3 separate regions of the Mus musculus genome follow, and all the other regions are linked to region 3. The links are chromatin contacts, called in public ChIA-PET maps. All regions are on one chromosome and are shown on one strand. The core of a region is the stretch at or near the end of the contact, and the rest is flanking DNA. Distances in the headings are between cores, read along the strand shown. Region 1 holds the start of Hdac5 (histone deacetylase 5). Region 2 holds the start of C130046K22Rik (RIKEN cDNA C130046K22 gene). Region 3 holds the start of Hexim2 (hexamethylene bis-acetamide inducible 2).

Evidence for each region. ChIA-PET counts read pairs in DNA pulled down with a chosen protein or histone mark.
Region 1: an RNA polymerase II ChIA-PET map of memory CD8 T cells shows a contact between it and region 3, with 8 read pairs. The contact joins the promoter of Hdac5 here to the promoter of Hexim2 in region 3.
Region 2: an RNA polymerase II ChIA-PET map of memory CD8 T cells shows a contact between it and region 3, with 7 read pairs. The contact joins the promoter of C130046K22Rik here to the promoter of Hexim2 in region 3. A contact is called at or near these places in 2 of 39 promoter capture datasets (the 3T3-L1 cell line and liver) and 2 of 115 datasets of contacts at active chromatin or transcription factors (memory CD8 T cells and pancreatic cancer cells).

Annotation. Positions count from the first base shown.
Region 1 is chr11:102,228,815-102,231,514 of GRCm38.p6, reverse strand. It overlaps Hdac5 (histone deacetylase 5), which reads left to right and starts at 1,343. Exons shown (of 27, transcript NM_010412.3): 1 at 1,343-1,510. Mir8101 (microRNA 8101) reads left to right here and starts at 1,365; the gene lies at 1,365-1,475.
Region 2 is chr11:103,696,441-103,699,140 of GRCm38.p6, reverse strand. It overlaps C130046K22Rik (RIKEN cDNA C130046K22 gene), which reads right to left and starts at 1,417. Exons shown (of 3, transcript NR_102389.1): 1 at 1,269-1,417. It overlaps Gosr2 (golgi SNAP receptor complex member 2), which reads left to right and starts at 1,418. Exons shown (of 6, transcript NM_019650.4): 1 at 1,418-1,511. The coding sequence starts at 1,483.
Region 3 is chr11:103,132,077-103,134,776 of GRCm38.p6, reverse strand. Hexim2 (hexamethylene bis-acetamide inducible 2) reads right to left here and starts at 1,418. Exons shown (of 3, transcript NM_027658.2): 1 at 1,320-1,418; 2 at 636-742. The coding sequence starts at 698.

The DNA of each region.
Region 1 (2,700 bases), core at 94-2,593, 900 kb after region 3:
AAAACGTTTGGTTTATATAACCTAGATTTTTCAGGCATACAGAGTCAGACTCATGAACGTTTGTATAAAGTATTGGAACTAATGGATATTTTGTTTTGTTTGTTTGTTTGTTTTTTCCAGACAGGGTTTCTCAGTATGGCTGTCCTGGAACTCACTCTGTAGACCAGGCTGGTCTTAAACTCAGAGATCTGCCTGCCTCTGCCTCCCAAGTGCTGGGATTAAAGCCGTATGTCAAGGCAATAAACAAAGTCTAAGAGCTTGTCAGGATGACCAAGATACCTGAGCCTACTTCCCTGTCCTAGCCCAAAATCACATTCTTGCCTGAAATCTACTTCTTTGTTCCACCCTAAAATTAGATTCCTACCTGAACTTACTCCCTTGTCATGGCCCAATGTCAGATTCCTGCCTGAATCTCATTTTCTTGTCCTTGACCAATGTCAGATTCCTGTCAAACGCCCCAAAAGCCGCTTTTACACCCCCCACATATGTATAATTTTGAGCATCTGTATGATAACTTACTAAATAGATGTCTCCTAGTTTATTTGCAGATACCTACCTGATGGATATTTATTTAGGTTGTTTCTGACATCTCATATAACAAACAATCTCTTCCTATACTCATTTTGGAGCACAATATTTTCTTAGAATACATTTTTTGCTAGGAAAATTGCTAGGTCATTGACAAAACAATGTAGGTTTAATGATACAGTCATGTTCAGTTCCACTGACGTGGTAGTAGTATGTGTGGTATCAAAGTTGGGGACCAGCGGACTTTTAGGTTCTTGGTCTGTTCCTTTGAAGGCCAGGGACAGTTACAACCTATGCTGGCTTTCTCCAAGGAGTTTCTTTTAACAAGATGCAGCGCTGTGCCATATTAGCACGGTGGGTTAGAGACTTGTCCAAGCTAATCTTTCAGCTTTGACGCGCCTGCAGGGGCTTCCACTTCCAAGGCAGCCCCTAGGATTCCACCCCCCTCTACCCTCCCCCTAACGAGGGAAGGGCGTGTTAGGGAACAGCTCAGGCGGGCAAAGATTGCACCATCCGCCGTTTGAAAAGGAAGTCGAAAAAGCACAGAGAACAAAATCGTAAATCCCACACATCCAGCCCCTGCAGCAGCCGGGGTCCGGGTTCTACTCAGTTCATTACTTGGCGAAGAGATCGGGATCCCTTCTCTGCCACCTCCACCCCAGCCTAACCTTGGGCTGGGCATTGGCCCTTTAAGAAGCTGTCACGGTGGCGCTATTGGTCCCGCCCATCTGAGGGGAGGGCCGAATGGGAGGGGAGGGTTCTCGGTTGAAGCCCGAAAAAGGGGGGGTCTGAGCCTATTTTTAGCTCGGGGTCGGGTCACGTGACGAGAGTGACGTCTCCGAATGTTGTTGTTGGTGGCGGCGGCGAGCGGAGCCGGAGGAGCCGCCGCAAAGATGGAGGAGCCGTCGAGGAGGCGCTGCCGCTGCTGTTGCCGCCGCTGCTGCCGCCGCCGCCCGCGAAGCCGGAGCTCGAGCCGCAGCGGGTGAGCGCGCCGCACCCGCCAGGACCCCACCTCCCACGGCCCCGGGACGCCCCGCAGCGTCCCGTCCTCCCGCCGTCGCTGCCCGCGGGCTCCCCGCGACCCTGTCCTTCCTCCCGGCGCGCGCGCCGAGCCAGCCCGCACCCCCAGGGAGCGTCGCTGGGCCCGGGGAGTGTCGCCTTTGGCTCGCCGCGCGCGCCCCTCCTCATCCCTCCCTTGCAGGGCTCCTTCTCTGCAGGTAAGGGAGGGGCCGATTTTCCCGCACCCCGCACCCCGCGCCCCCAAATGTCCCGCAGACCGGCCGGGGATGTCTGATTTGTCTCCTCCCCGGCGGCTCATAATCCGTTGCAACTGCGATTTGAGCCTTGCAACCCGCATTCTGGGCAGACCCTCTCTTCACTAGACACCCCTTTCTTGTTACTCTGAGGTGAGGGGCGCAGCCCACCCACAGTGCTTCTCCAAGTGGCGAAGAACATACCCTTGATTTTATGTCCTTGACGTCCCTGCAGGTGGAAGAGGACTGCGGGGCCCATCTTACTTGTCTGTGCTATTCACCCCCTCGCCTGTGAGGCGTTACTGCGTTTATTACCACCCTCTTCTGTCTGACACCCTGGAGCTCGGGAAAGAGCTGGGAGATGAATTGGTGATCTTTCTTGGCTAGGGCAGATCTCCCCACCCCACTCCCGCGCCCAGTTTTCATCTTGGGTTTGTTTCTCATGGGGCAGAGGTTCTAATAGTGCCTTGTTAACTTGGGGGAGTCGGCTTCCCCCCTCCCCACCCATCCCTGGGGCCCTCAGGAAGATGAGAACTGGCTGGACGATAAGTAATTAATCTAAGAGCTGGGGGGGGGCGCGGGGAGTGTGTTTCATTTCGGGGAGAAGGTGACCACTTCATGTCCCTGCGTTTGGCCTTCTGAGATGAGCTTTGTCCCTGAAGAGGAAGGATAGCAGCTGCAGTTGCTTTTGGGGTGTGTGTGGTGTGTGTGTGTGTAGTGTGTGTAGTGTGTGTGTGTACCCATCACTCTGGTAGTGACCACTATGCTTCTGGGTCCTGGAATTAGCTTTGGATCTTGGGAATGGGAATGGAGAGAGGGGTTTAGGGATCAGTGGGAGGGGAAGATAGAGTTAGATCCTAGGAACAAAAGGAGGCAGGGATGGGAGATTGGTTTGGGCCAGAAGACCTCTGGCTAATCC
Region 2 (2,700 bases), core at 168-2,667, 560 kb before region 3:
GGAATGGAGGCAGCTACTCACTGCACCTCAGCTGAGCAGAAAACAAAGGAGAAGACTGGCACTTTCCCCCTATTACTTATTTTTTTCCTGTTCTTATAAATCTGTAATATAATTTAAAATCAAAATGCCTATAGAGCAAAGACCCACAAAGATTTGACCTGGGACCTCACACAAGTCAGAGACAATTCTACTGAGACACACACAAGCACACATATACATACTTCCCTGTGCATCCCTCACCAGCAAAGTACTAAAAAACTAAGGATACAGCCTTTTATCTATGCCCCGCCCCCACGCTACTCAACCTTAGCTAAAGTGCACCATTCCCACAAACCCTCTATCGGTTCTTGAAGGCCCCCCATGCTTTCTTGATCCATGAACCCCTACTGCTCTTCTCCAGGCAAATGGTCCTTAGTCATACCCTAAATGTTGATTGTTAATTCAGCTTTAAAATAAGGACTTTCTCAATAGACAGCGAAACACCAGGAATGTGTTTTACCTGGGTTCCTATCCTACATATCTGTGCATGGTGCATAGTAGATGTTCAATAAATGGGAGTGGAACTGGGAAATGTAATGTTAGGGAAAGAATGAATATGGGCGGGCAGTCTCTTGGGACATAAAACTGGGAGGGATGCAGGATACAGGAAAATCCAAGCTTCAGCTCACCAAAGGAAGAGGAACAACTCCTCCCTTGGGAGGAACTGTAGATAAGAACCTAGATGGATGGAAATGAGATGGGCCTAGGTGAAGACAAGTGTTTGAACCTTTCCAAGTCCTAATCCAAATGTCACCCGCCCTTCATGTCTTTAAAAACAATTTCCTATTGACCACAACACCAGCCCAGCTCATTATCTTTGTATTTATTTGGATGTTCTACCATTATCTTTGTACTTATTTGGAATGTTTATTTGTATACAGATCGTAGTTCCTTCTCTAGTCCAACCTCTTGAAGAACAGGGAAATTTTGGTTGTTCCACGTCATATGCTAACCACTCACTCACTGTGGGTTTACTAAAAATGAGCCGGAGATGGGAAGACTAGTGGGCGGACTAGTTCGAGGCAGGAAAAGCACGCGTCGTGAGGAAGTGAGATTCCCCAGACCTGTAATTACACACTCCAAGGAGAAGCCAAGCCCGACCGCGGGGCGGAGAGCGACGTAGAGAGTCGCCGGCGACTTCTCGGGGGAGGCTCTGACGTCAGTGCCTCGCGACCGTCCTCTCCGCTACCTGATTCAATCCCGGAGCTGGACTTTAGCAAAAAACTCACCCCCGCCGCTCTCCGCGAGCTCCGGCCCGGAGCCACACCCATCCCTCGCGTCCCGCTTTCCTTCCGCGCAACCCCGTCTCCGACCTCACAACCACCACGGGACAGGCACACTCGCGGGCGCCCTACTCAGCAGGGCGGGCCCTGAGACCGGAAGCCGGAAGTGGGGTTGTGAGGACGTGTTCCGAGGAAGCCGCAGGCCGGCTAGGCCGGCGTCATGGAGCCCCTATACCAACAAACGAACAAGTGAGGGCTGCGTCGGGGAGCGGGCTGGGCTCCGCCCGGGCTGCGGCCCCTAGGGCTCGGGGCTCTGGGGACTGTCATTGTGGAGGTTTCCGCTCGGGCTGCTCCGCATCTCTTAGCCCCTGGTGCGATGCTCTTAGCCGAAGGGGATCGAGCCGGGGCGCGAAGGCTTGGGCCCGGTAGCTCTTGGCCGCAAGCCGTGACTGCCTATTGGCAAGGGAAAGCAGCGCCCCTAGGTTACAGCACTTGATCCAGCACCTGCCAGCTTAGTCCTCCGGGTTGGTAGAGCTTAGAGAACAGAGAAAACTGTTGCCGAGGCTTGTGTCTATGAATCTATTGCTTAAGTGGGAGTGTCAGGGGTTGTACGAAAGAAGTATTTTGTGTACTTGATTGGACATTTAAAGAACTTATTTTTGTGACACAAAGACGGGCAGGTAACTAGTGACTATTTTTGTGAGTCATATCTGATTACAAGTTAGCCTTAAGGAAATTGAAATTGAGTCTTAGATTAGCTTTTCATAACTAAGTTTCCTTGGTGGGTCCTTTTTTTTTTTTTTTTTTTTTTTTTTCCATACCGTCCTTTGTTTTGGGAACTTGCAGTGTTATGCAGCTAGACACCATGAGGGGCCACATACCTATGTTAGTTTAAGAACTTTCTATTGATTGTATGACAGCACTGAAAAATCTTATTCCTTGGGCCTGAAAAATGACATAAACTAGTCATCCTGCCTCCCCAGGAAACTCATAACAAAAAGAATGGAAATAAGATGGTGGTTATTCTCTTTTTACCTTTTTTTTTTTTAAATTTGTTTATTATATGTAAGTACACTGTAGCTGTCTTCAGACACCTCAGAAGAGGGCATCAGATCTCATTGCAAATGGTTGTGAGCCACCATGTGGTTGCTGGGAATTGAACTCAGGACCTTCGGAAGAGCAGTCAGTGCTCTTAACCTCTGAGCCATCTCTCCAATCCCCCTTTTTACTTTTGTCAACAAAATGTTTGATTTGGGTGGGGGAAAATAAACTACATTGTAATGACAATTTGCATATTATATAATAAGTGTAGGAAGAGATTTTAAAAGACTATCCTGTGAGTCACGTGGAAAAGGAATGAGGCAGAAAATTGCCCTCATTTACTAAGAACGGATCCTTTCCATAGCAAGACACATGGACCTAGCAGAGCGGTGAGTTA
Region 3 (2,700 bases), core at 169-2,668:
TTTCCTGCCCTGCCTGTCAACCTGTACACCGAAATCTCTTGTCTTGACTCATTCTTGGTTCTCAGCCCGGAAAAAATAAATTTTTTTTTAAGTGCAAAATCTCTAACCAAGTTATTTGTCCTTGAGGTCACTTGTCATTGAGAGACAAGGTACTGTTATCAGAAGACCCTAAATGTAAGGTGGAATTTTGTTCCTCACAGGCTGCCTGATTCTGGAAAAGGTAGTGCAGCTCTCCAACCTCAGCTTCTGTCCACTGGAAATAACATCTACCTTGAAGGGCTTTTAGGAATTCATGAGCCATCATTGAATCACATTCTGGCCTACTTCCCAGAGCACAGTACAGACTCATTTAAAACACTGGCTTTCTAGCTGGGTGTGGTGGTGCAGGCTGTAATTTTAGCCCTTGGAAGGCTGAAGAAGAACGTTGTTGCAAGTTCGAGGCCAGCTGGGGATACACAGAAAGACACCCCCCCCCACCTCCCCCCTCAAGGTCTCAAACAAACGAAAATAAAATAAAATACTGGTTTTCTAAATCTACCAACCAACCAACAAGACAAAACAACAAAAGCCCTAGGATTTCAGCTATCTGACCCCACGTTTAGGGCTTTCAGGTGGCTGGGAGGGTGGGTACTTACCTTGGCCTCCTCCAGAGCAGCTGGTGACGCTGTGTTGCAGTTGGTATGGTTCACAGTGGCCATCTTCTCCTACTCTTGCAGCAGATGATGTCTTTAACTACTGTCACCTGCTTTGAACAACAACAGAAACCTAAGTCCTTAGGCAGAAGCTGGTTGGTCAGGAATTGTTTTGTCACAGCAGCAGCAGCCATTTTGTGGCCCCAGACCTGCATGGCCTTCACTTTCAAGTGAAGACTCGGAAGGCTGTTTCCATACTCTAGTCTTCACATTGCTAGCCAGCAAGGGACCAAGTGGGAGAGCAGAGGCCCTGGGCCTCTGCTCTCCTAATAAGTAAAGACAGGCTGGCAGTTAGGAGGGTAGGCCTGAGCTCTGTCACCCAGAAAGGACACTGCTTGGGGGATGCTGTGGAGAGGGTGGGTCTGTAGCTCCTGGAAGCCCCTATCTTGACCACCTTCAATCTCTCTAGGTTGGGACCTGGTCAGAGCCTATGGTTGAAGTCTTTTTGTCTACAGGGCCTGGACGGCTTCTCTCCTGTCTCAAGGAACGGGGAGCTAAAGGGAAGAAGTCTTCAAACTACATGCAGCTGACAGAAAGAAGAAGAAAAAAAATTCAATGGGAGTAAAAATGGAGTTCTTGGAGGAGGGAAAAGTCCTGGCAGGGAGATTTAACGAAGGTGGGACTGACCTATTTGCTGTCAAGGGCTTAGTGTACACCACTACCTCTGTGTGTCTTTCTGTGCGACCGCCTGTCCATGAGAGTCTCAACGCCTCTGCCCTATCTCTTGCTGCAGTAGCAGCAGCTCTGGCCAAGCCGCTAAAGCCCTAAGATGGGGGGGGGGGGAGGTGGAGGGGCGAAGAGGACAGCCTGGCAGCGCAATGGCTGCTGGGGGTTGTAGTTCTTCCACCCTAGGAAAGCTGCCCAGGATACTTTCAAGCTCCCATTACGTCAACAACCATGCCCAGGAACGCCAAAAAAAAAAAAAAAAAAAAAAAAAAAAAAAAAAAAAAAAAAAAAAACCTATTTGCCTTTGCGTGAACGTCCCGCGCTCACCGATCTCTTCTTTGATTGGGTCGCTTGTCTGCCAGTCTCCCGACTTTTGTCAACAACTAGCTGTGCGGAAGCACAACTGGACCCGCCCTGTCAGAGCTCAATTAAAGAGTTCATTGATGGCGTTAGGCTTTACCAGGGAGAAATAGAGATCCGGTCGCGGGGGCGGGGCTTGCGCGCGGAGGGATTCCCTAGCCTTGAGGAAGGCGACGAGCAGCTCGGGGGCCGCCGCCGCCGCCGCCATTTTGGGCTGGGAGGAGGCAGCGGAGGGACTCGCTGCGCAGTGAGAGCACCCCATGGGGGGTGGTCCGGGCGCGGGGAGAGGCCGGGCCGAGTGGGCTGCCTGAAGTGGCGGCGCCGGGAGACGGCGGGGAGTTGGGTCGGGGGCTGGGAAGGGTGAAGGTTGGCGTCTCCCCGGCCGAGCCCAGTCCTCAAACCGTCCCGGCAGCCTCTCCGCCTCGCCTTTGAGAGCGGCCTTTTGGGGTAATTACCGCGTATTTCCCGGGATCCCAGCAGAGGAGAGGCCAGTAAGACGGCTTCCCCTCTGCTGTGCTTCCACCGGGACGTGATCCTGAGGCCGAGGTCTGCCCAAGGCCTCTCGTCACCCCCATTCATCCCGGGTATGGCGGCCAGGCCCGGCGTAGCCGGACCCCCATCTGAAGGACGAGGTGGGCGCGACGCCAGTTGGAGACCCTGGCTCGCAGGGACGGGCCGAGGTTGCAACTCTGGCCGCATGCCCTGAGCAGTGCTAGTGAGCTGGAGGCTCCGAGGTTGCCCGGCCGGATTGCACCCGCCTCCCCACCCCCATACACCGTGTCCATCCCACTTCTCAGGGCTGCGAAAAGCAACAACCCTCTAACTTCTATAACAGCCACCAACTCCCCCTGGGACCAACTAGATCTGGGCACGTGGAAAGCTCGAGCTTAGCGCTTGGAAATTTCTGAGCTCTCTTGCCCTCAAGATTTCTCCCATCGAGCCCCGACTCTCCCAATGGCCTGACCTCGAACGTCAGCATCCG